2 separate regions of the Columba livia genome follow, and region 2 is linked to region 1. A link is a contact called in public Hi-C data. All regions are on one chromosome and are shown on one strand. The core of a region is the stretch at or near the end of the contact, and the rest is flanking DNA. Distances in the headings are between cores, read along the strand shown.

Evidence for each region. A called contact is a pair of places that touch in the nucleus more often than the background predicts.
Region 2: a contact with region 1 is called in a Hi-C map of liver, with 2.2 times the contacts expected there. The contact joins the promoter of GALNT2 here to the enhancer-like site in region 1. A contact is called at or near these places in 2 of 2 Hi-C or Micro-C datasets (crop and liver).

What each region holds. Positions count from the first base shown.
Region 1 is chr3:76,623,156-76,628,153 of bColLiv1.pat.W.v2, reverse strand. It overlaps GALNT2 (polypeptide N-acetylgalactosaminyltransferase 2), which reads left to right. Exons shown (of 16, transcript XM_065057735.1): 9 at 2,560-2,647; 10 at 3,420-3,523. Among named protein-coding and RNA genes, the nearest start is that of GALNT2, 77 kb to the left of the region's middle. Within about 2 kb of position 1,388, at least 2 of the 3 cell types and tissues checked have an H3K27ac peak away from gene starts, as active enhancers do.
Region 2 is chr3:76,700,276-76,704,594 of bColLiv1.pat.W.v2, reverse strand. GALNT2 (polypeptide N-acetylgalactosaminyltransferase 2) reads left to right here and starts at 2,413. Exons shown (of 16, transcript XM_065057735.1): 1 at 2,413-2,626. The coding sequence starts at 2,510.

The DNA.
Region 1 (4,998 bases), core at 139-2,638:
TGGAAATCTCTATACCATTATGTGGCTTTTATTGTTGCCTGCAGTAGGAGGAGGAGTTCTTTCACTGAAACCTTTGCTTGGTTCCTGCAAGGTTCGCACACTTTAATTCTTCCCAAGTGAAGTGAAAGAAGATTGAGAGATCGTTTCACTTGTTACTGCTTTATCTTTGGAAGTATGTTTCCCTTTTCTCCTTTTTTTTTTCTTTTTTTTTTAATTTTTAGTGCTCATTTTCTCCCCTTGTATGCAACAGAAATAGATGTTTTAATTTTTTAAGTGCATGGAACCTCTGTACTTCTGGATTGAGGAGTGAGAAGCTGGTTTTTTGGGTTTTTTGTTTTTTTTTTTTTTAATATTAACAATAGAAATTTTGCACATACCAGTGTTTAAGGCCATTTGGGTGTCTCTTGAAACATGAATAATATATTTCTTTTCAGTTCCCAAAGGACAGATTACCATGTTACAGGCACTACCATGTTTGATGTCATGGGACACTTTCGCTGGGCCAAGTCTAAACATGGAAAACCAAGCTATGCTTTCAACCTGAGATAGAGTATCTGAAGCATGGAGGGTTGAGACAGCTGGGACAGCATTTGTGCCTGGTCTGTTTTGAAAGGACTTAATCACCCAAGACAAGCAACCTAGCAAATGCTACGAAGGTTTTAAAGGAGACAGGGCTAAAAAAAATTCCCCATGTCTAGCCAATACTAAATCCATGCACTTCATGTTACAAATTTTTTGTTGAGGGGGGATTTGCAAAAGTGTTTATGCTGCCCTGAGAAACACTTCAATTTCTGGAATAAACTGTAGTTAACTGAGATCTAATAATTTAGAGTATGCCTATGATGCAGTTTACACTGGATAGAATTTCATAGTGGATATGCACTTGTGTTTAGAAAAACTCCTTTTACAGAATTACTGATATTATCTGATTGAGTACAGATTTTTCCCAGAGTCAGTGAAAATGGAGACAGTTTTTATGGGTAGACAATTTATACACATGTTCAGAGTTTGTAACAGAGTGCTGTGTTCCAGAAGAGACCCCTTGTGTTCACTAGAGTATACGTAACTCTATCTGTACTGCTTCTGCCAGAGAGCGGTAGTTTTTTTTCAAGTTCCCCCAGATGCAAGTAATTTTGCTGGGTATGTATGATGAAATGCGACTTTTTAACTGCATGGAAATAGTGGAGCTCATTTTACTTTTCATGCTGGAGGCTTTATGGTACTATCGATTGTAGTCATTTTACGGTTTTGCTACTTGGAGTTTTGGAGTAGTTAGACAGTCTTTCATTTTTACAGTGCAACACTTCATGAAATACTTAACTGTGGAGAGACAGAGTTGACATGCATGCTGTAAAGACTGTTCAGGGTAATTTCTGTATTGTGCGTGATAAATGTCTTGTGAGATAAAATGAAAACTGTTTAGTTTTCAACTCTCCACATCAATCATTAGTATGCACGTTTACGAATACAGACAGTTTGTAGGACTGTACTTGTTGTCTGGCTACCTTCACTTTTCCCCCACTTCCCCACAAGGTAATTGCTTTATCTTTATGCTGGAGAAAGAAAACTATTGACATCTGTGCACCAGAAATCTGGAAATCATTCATTACATGACCTCATAGGATATAAATGTCTGGCAGCAGGCAGTCTGTATGAGGCTGGTTTGCTAGGTGTACTGGAAGAGGGAGACGGACCTTGTGTAGCTTTTTAATAGATGTTCATGCTCCTGGGCATAACCCATCTTAAAAGGGGTTATGAAAGTGTTTCCTATAGGAAGTTTGTCTTACACCAGCTGTGCATCGTTGCCTAAAGGTGGTGATTCAAATGCTTGTTGGATAGAATATTGCTGTAGGTGACCTATTGGTCATTATTCTAGTGGCTGCTATGTGCTGCTGTGCTTAACTCACTGAAGGACCAGACCAGCTGTTGCTGCGTGTACACACACATAGGTACTTACATAAAGGAAGTAAGATTTTGGCTCTGTAGCGCTTGTCTCAGATTTAAATAAAGGTGCACTTAGAAGTGTGTAGTGGGAAAGCAGGAAGATAAATGAATGTTAATAAGTGGGAGCTACATAACCTGTTGTGACCTTCACCATAGAGAGCTCCTGCTGATAAAGGAATACTAACTGCTGCATAAAGCCTGTGTAAACATATGTCATCAAGTTGAAATGCAATTGTACAGTAAAAGACTTTTGGGAGCATTTGTAATGGTTGGAAGATCATCATATGGTGTTCTATTTGATGAAATGAGACATTGGATTAATATGAGGCTTTTGCTTTGTCACTTGCTGATTGGGTTTCTTACTATGTGTAGTAGATGGCAGCAAGAGAGATCAAAGCTATTTTGTATTAGATATTACTTTTTATTGTCCTGTCAACTTATTTGCCATTTATCTGGACTCCTACTTGTTTGTTTTCTACACAGAAGTTTGTACACATTTAAAATTTTTCATTTAAATTACAGTTCCCGGTGTTTTCAGTGAACATTATGTTACTACAAGTTGAATGATGACCAGAGTCTTTTTAACGTCCTTCTCTAATCTTTTTCTTCTTGAAGGCTTTGATTGGAACCTGGTGTTCAAGTGGGATTACATGACACCAGAGCAAAGAAGAGCACGGCAAGGAAATCCAGTTGCTCCCATAAAGTATGTCTGTATACCACCGCTTCTCCCTCTATTAGATTGTAGTTTGCAACTAAACAAAGCTAGCAATCATATTCTCTGACTCTGAAAGGGATCTTTACTCTATCTTTCATTAATATTGAAACTTCATTATTGTGTAGCATTATGAGACTCTCAGAAATAAGTTGTATTTTAAGAAATACTTTAAAGCATGCTGGTAGATTATTTACCCTTTAAATGAACCACAATCTGCTTTTTGTTAAGTTGGTACCTTTTGAGGGCTAAAACTACAGCATCAGTTTTAATGTTTTTATTACTGGTACAAATTGTGACCCTTTACATAAAGAGCATGTGAGCCAAATGGGGCTTTGGAAGCTACCTCAGAAGGTGGTTGTAGTGTTACCCCGTTTCCCTGAAAATAAGATAGGGTCTTATATTAGTTTTCGCTCCAAAGATGTTACTTTTTACGTGTATAGCTGCCTGGACACTATTTAAATTGACTTTTTTTGTGAACTGTAACTAGAGCTTCTTTTTGGAGTAGGGTTTATATTTCAAGCATCCTCAAAAATCCTGAGAAATCATGCTAGGGCTTATTTTCAGGGTAGGTCTTATTTTTGGGGAAACAGGGTATATGTGCCATAGAAAGTGTGTGCACACAACATTTAAAGTGATAGATGCAAAATTAGTTGCATTTGGAAGTATTGCATTTTTTTCAGAGAGATATTAACCTTGAGATGCAAATAATAACCTCACAGTTTATGGTTCTGGAAGTATTTAATTTTTCTTGTCTGTTTAGGACACCCATGATAGCTGGTGGATTATTTGTGATGGACAAATCCTATTTTGAAGAACTAGGGAAGTATGACATGATGATGGATGTTTGGGGTGGAGAAAACTTAGGTATGTATATTATTTACTTTTGGATCAGTCTTGAAAGAATGCAGGTTTCATCATTACACAAAATCAGGAAGACCATGATTCTGTGACATAAAGAGGGTTAAAACTAGAGTTGAAACTTCACATGCATTATTAACAAAATCCAGATGATTTATTTCAATGAAAGAATTAAAGCAAGGTAGGATTTATGTGCTAAATATGGGAGAATAAAAGTATTTGTTCATTAAATAGTGAACTTTTTCATAATGGAAGTTGGGTGATAAAAAAATACAGGATGTAGACAGGAAATTGTTTCAAACATGCTATTTTGTTTGAAAGTCACATCCTCATCTAAAGTTATCGGTTAAAATAAAATAATGTTTAAATGCTGCCAATTTAAGGTATGTTTTAAGATGTTGCTGAAATTTAATCTTGAAAAGTGGAACACAGGAGTTCGAGTTTAATGTTCTTACATGCGTCTTAAGAAATCAATTAATACTTAGCTGACTGAAGAATAATCTGCTTCTTAACATTAATAATACAATACTGCAATACTGCCTGGCATCTAAACTTAGTGATTTTTTAAATTTTAAACCCTTATTTAGCACTATGAGATAATTATGGTTGAGAAGGCTTTTTTTTTTTCTAGTTCCTTATTTTCAGATGTTTGAGTGGGATTTAGAGAAGGAGGAGGAGCAACTGAGAGAACTTGTGCTTTAGCCATTTCTTCTTTGACCTGGTGGTTAGTTCTGGCTTCAGTAGGTTTGTCTCTTTGCATTATAGTATTGTACAAAGTTTTTTCTCCAGTATACTTGTATTAGAACAAAAAAAATATTTGGGAAAAGCAGAACTGTGACTTCTCAAGACTTCCATTCTGTCACTTAGTATTTTGGGGTAGAGATGCATCTCAGACATTCTAAGTAGTGTGTTTTAGGTCCAGTTCTTGAACTTGTAAAAACCCCTGAGTATTTCAAGTCACTGAAATATGCACATGCATTGAGCATATGCTTGCCCCGCAAGGCAAAGTTTGCTCTATGAAGCACACTAAGTATGGAGACATGGTAACCAAATCATAGAATCACAGAATAATTTGGGTTGGAAGGGACTTTCAAAGGTCATCTAGTCCAACACCCTATGATGAGCAGAGAGATTTTCATGTAGATCAGGTTGCTCAGAGCCCTGTCCAGCCTGGCCTTGAATGTCTCCAGGGATGGGGCATCTACTGCCTCTCTGGGCAACCTGGGCCAGTATTTACCACCCTCACTGTAAAAACAATTCTTCCTTGTGTCTAACCTGAATCTCCCTCTTCTAGTTTAAAACCATTACCCCTTGTCCTGTCGTAACATGCCCTTCTAAAAACTCTGTCCCCGTCCTTCTAATAGGCCCCTTTTAAGTACTGAAAAGCCACAATAAGGTCTCCCCAGAGCCTTCTCTTCTCCAAACTAAACCACCCCAACTCTCCCAGCCTGTCCTCACACGAGAGATGTTCCATCCCTCTG
Region 2 (4,319 bases), core at 1,164-3,663, 75 kb before region 1:
CAGATCTGCCCTGCGAAGGAATCCCCCAGCAGCAGGGAAGCTCCTCCTTCATCCCCCTTCTAGCTGAGGGTAGAGCTTAAGTGGCAGGAGTTTATCACAATGTTCACAATCTTGGGCTGCTGAGACTGCTCTGAATTACACGGAAAATATTGCTAATTAAACTTTAGCCTCTGAGGTGTTGTGTGTGTCTCTTTTTAGACACAGGCACAATCAGTGCTTTTGCAGGAATTGCTGTCACTTGCATCAAACACACTTTGGACAAATCAAAAACTCTCATCCAGAACATCTGTGTTTCTTCTGGCAGCCTGTGCTCTCCAGTGTATCTCACTTAATAGATGCCAGTTATTTGATTCCAAAACTTGTATTCTGCACAAACGGGGTGCCTCTCTCCAGCTCCCTCCAAAACCAAGAATCGTAATGCTGAGCTTATTGAAGGAGTCATATTATGTGAAGAGATCTCTATTTTACACTCTCTATACAAATGCTTATTTGGGGTTTCTTCCTTTGTCTTTTCACCTGTCCTGTCTCTCCATCAGGGCTCTGGCAGCTGGGAAGGTATGCAGTTGTTCACTGAAATCTTTGCATGCCAGACAACTTCTGCCCAGGCTGTGCCAACGCTGACATGAATCAACTTCTTGACGAGACTGTCAGCGGAGTCACTGTGCTGGTGAGCAGGTGAGCTTTTGATGCCACTTCTTTCAGCGGCTGGCTCTTCTCCTGCTCATGCAACAGAATTTCTGCCAGACCCCTGCCTCAGCCTGGCACAGCTTGGTGAGCAGTCTTCTACAGAGGCTCTGTAGCCACCAGTGCGGCTTGACTGGCAGAGGTCTGACATAGGTATAGACAGAAGGAGCACAAAATCATGCAGTGCAGTCAGAATGGGCAGCAGTAAACCAGCATATTAAAAAAAAAAAAAAAAAACAACAAACAAACCAATGGTGAGATGACAGAGAAAACCTTTAAAACCCAGGAATGTTCTGCTTTGAGTGGATACCGTGGCTCTGAAATAAAGGTGCTTTTTAATTGCTAGGGAATGTGTCTCAGTTTTGTGCTCTCATTTTTTGATATCTCGGAGTAGAATGAGACAGCAGCAAATGTTGGACAAGAGGAAAGTCAGTGGTGTGGAAAAAGGACAGCATGAACTGTGCACGCACAAGTCAGTGAACCACACTGAGGGCTAGCAGCAGTGTAGTGTCTGTCCTGGGGTGTTTAATGGTGGAACTGGGTAAGCAGAAAGAAAGGTAATTTTACCAGGCCATGACCTCATATCGACAGATCAGCCTCTAAGAGTAGAAGCCCACTTGGGTCAACCTGGGAAGAGTCCTCTGGAGGCCCCCTTAGGCCTGTGTGGGGGCAACCGTGCTTCCAGACTGGGTGCTGCTGTCCGAGTAATGCAGTGACCTCAGAAGGGTGAGGGAGCAGATGCGTGACCTCAGTGGGAAGGTGGGGTTGTCAAGACCTTGATGTCTCCCACAAGGCCACACAAGAATCTCTTAAATAATGTAAGGCAGAGACTTATCAAATGAGATGTGGATACCTGTCACGCAGAGAACACTGGACATCATCCAGCATGACTTTGCTTTCTCACCTTTGAGATTTAATGAAGACCAGCCTCACCACCTGCCCCAAGTGACCGCAAGGACACCACCTTCACAAAGCAGATTGTTCGTTCCCTGCTGTTCAGTGGGAACACCAGGGAGACACAGAAACGACTTCTGGTGGCCAGCTTGGAGCTTCTGTGCAGCTGGGATCCCTATATAACGAGCCAATATGGGCTGAGGCGTGCTCAACCCACCAGTGGCGCAGTATGGAGAGTGCGCTGAACGGGGTGCAGCCGCAGCCGGGATCACCCCTCACGTCAGAGGGGCCGCTCCCGGCGCTGCCCATGCCCCAGCCCGCAGAAGTGCGGTCACAGACACTTTCGGCCGGAGGCAGGCGGGGGTGGGAGGCGGCGGGCCGGGCGCCCGAGCAGCTCCGAAACCCCACGGCCCCGCGGCACCCGCCAGCCGCCGCTCCGGGCGCGGGCCGGCTGCTGACCCGCCCGCCCTTCGGCAGGCGCAGCCGGGGCGGCCCCGCGCTTGCCCGTCACGTCCCGGCCGTTGGCCACGAGGCGCGGCAACCGCCTCATCGGGCGGCGGCAGCGCGCGCCCCTCAGGCAGGCGCTGGGGAGCGCGGCGGCGGTCGGCAGGGCGGCGCGGGGCCGGGGCACCGGGCGCGGGAGGGAGGGAGGGACGGGCGGGCGAGGTCGGGCCGTCCCGCCGCCGCGGGGGGCGCGCAGCCCCCGGCCCGGGCGGGAGGGGGCGGCGGCCCGGCGTGCTGCAGCCATGGCGACGCTGGTCGCCCCGCTCCGCCCCGCTCCGCCCCCCGTGGGGCCGGGCGGCGCGGGATTGGTCGGGGGGCGGGCGTTCGCCCTCTGCCCCCTGACCCTGCGCGGCGGCGGCGGCGGCAGGAGCGGAGGCTGCTGCTGCTGGCCGTTTCCTGGTGGCCTGGCGGCGGCGCGGGAGGGAGGATGCGGCGCAGGTCTCGGCTGCTGCTCTGCTTCGCCTTCCTCTGGGTGCTGGGCATCGCCTACTACATGTACTCGGGCGGCAGCGCCGCGCTGGCCGGCGGCGGCGGCGGGAGGAAGGTAAGAACCCAGCCTGGAGACCGCGCGGGGCAGGCGGTGAAGGTGCGCCCGCTCCGTGTCCCGGCGGCGGGGCGGCTCGGGGCGGCGCTGCCCGGTCCTCAGGGCGGGGGCGGCGGGGAGGTGCTCGTTTGCAGGCGCGGTGAAGCTCCCCCGGGCTTCTTCTTTCCCCACTAGCACGTTTCCCGGAGGCAGATGGCTTCTTTGTGGACTTCAGACCGGTTTCAGCCTCGTCACGTCGCTCCCTGCCCAACTGCGGCCGGCCACGTCCCGGGCCGGGGGAAGTTGGTGTGGGAGGGGAGAGTAGGGCGGGTGGCGGGGGGGCCGGGGCTGCGCTCCGCGGCGGGGGGGCCCCGCCTGGGCTCCGCTCCCGGCACAGAGCGGCTGCCCCGTCCTTCCCCCGCCGGCACCGGAGTCGCCCGGGCTCGTGTGCCCTCCTCGGGAGTGCGCGGGGATCCGAGATGCAAGTGCTTTTTCTCTCTGGGATGCGCGGTGATTTCCTCTCGCTACGTCTGCAAGATGCCCTTTTATGATCGGTTTTGCAATATTTCGGGAAATAGCTGGATTTGTCACGTTCCACGTCTGTGGTGTGGAAGGTCTGTCTTCTCGTTTTTTTTTTTTTTTTTTTTTTAATCGGCTCCGTTAGTAAGGCTCAAGAAGTTGTCTATTGACAGTACAGGAATATTTTTTCTTTATTCTGCTGATCAACATATACAGTCCACTTTTCGGTGTGTTGTAGTAATTCATTGATCAGGAAAACAGCTGCAAGTTAAGTATGTCATAGTTCAAGATTTTTGTCAATCAAAGCAGGTTTATATGGCATGATGCTGGAAATGGCAACTTTATCTGCAAACTCTGTTTAGAAAAATTACTTATGAATAAGTGCTTTTTTTTTTTTTTTGGTGGACTTTCCCCCACCCCCAAACACTAGCAAAGCCAAGAGCTTTTAAGAACTCTTGTTTAAGCCTTATATTTTGGAATAGGAAAGGTGAAAAGGCATCTCATAATGGCATAGTTTTTCTAAAAAACCCAAACAAACCAACCCAGAAATGAGAAGAAAGCAAGTGAGCAAAGTGTTCCACAGTTAGACAGTGTTCTTTGCTAATAAATGTCAGTCTCCTGTTAAATGAAAAGAAGTGTTTATTGAGTCTAGTGCTGTGTAAGAAGAAGAATCTTCTTGTATTGCTTTGATGCAGTTTGGTTCATTAATGCGTGTATTTTCAGTAAAAATCTGCTGATGACTGGTTCCCATGGCAGGTTGTGGAAGCAAATACTTGCATGATTATTTAGAAGATTACTTATGTGAGCAAGAGACTAGAGAATGAGTTGCTTCTCGATGATAATTTGCTCTCTGTTCTGATATGTCCTGTTTTATTTTCCCCTTGTAGCTTAGGAATGTATTCAACAGCAGCTTTTGATGTAGTGTATTAAAGTAAGTGTTAACTGTGTATTGCTAGATACAAGCTCTTCGTCCTTCAAAGTAGATAGGTAGCAGAAATAGATCAAGCATGTGATAAAAAGTAAGGCAGTAGTGTAAAGCCTTTCTTGAAGAACCACTAGAGTGTATTTAGAAAGTAAAAGCAATCTTACACTGTTGCTGATGTGTAATGGGATAAAGAAAAGCTATGCAGGCAAATATATCTGTAGACAGGGAAATATATTTTTAATTCTTATGGTGCATTTCATTTGGGGTTTT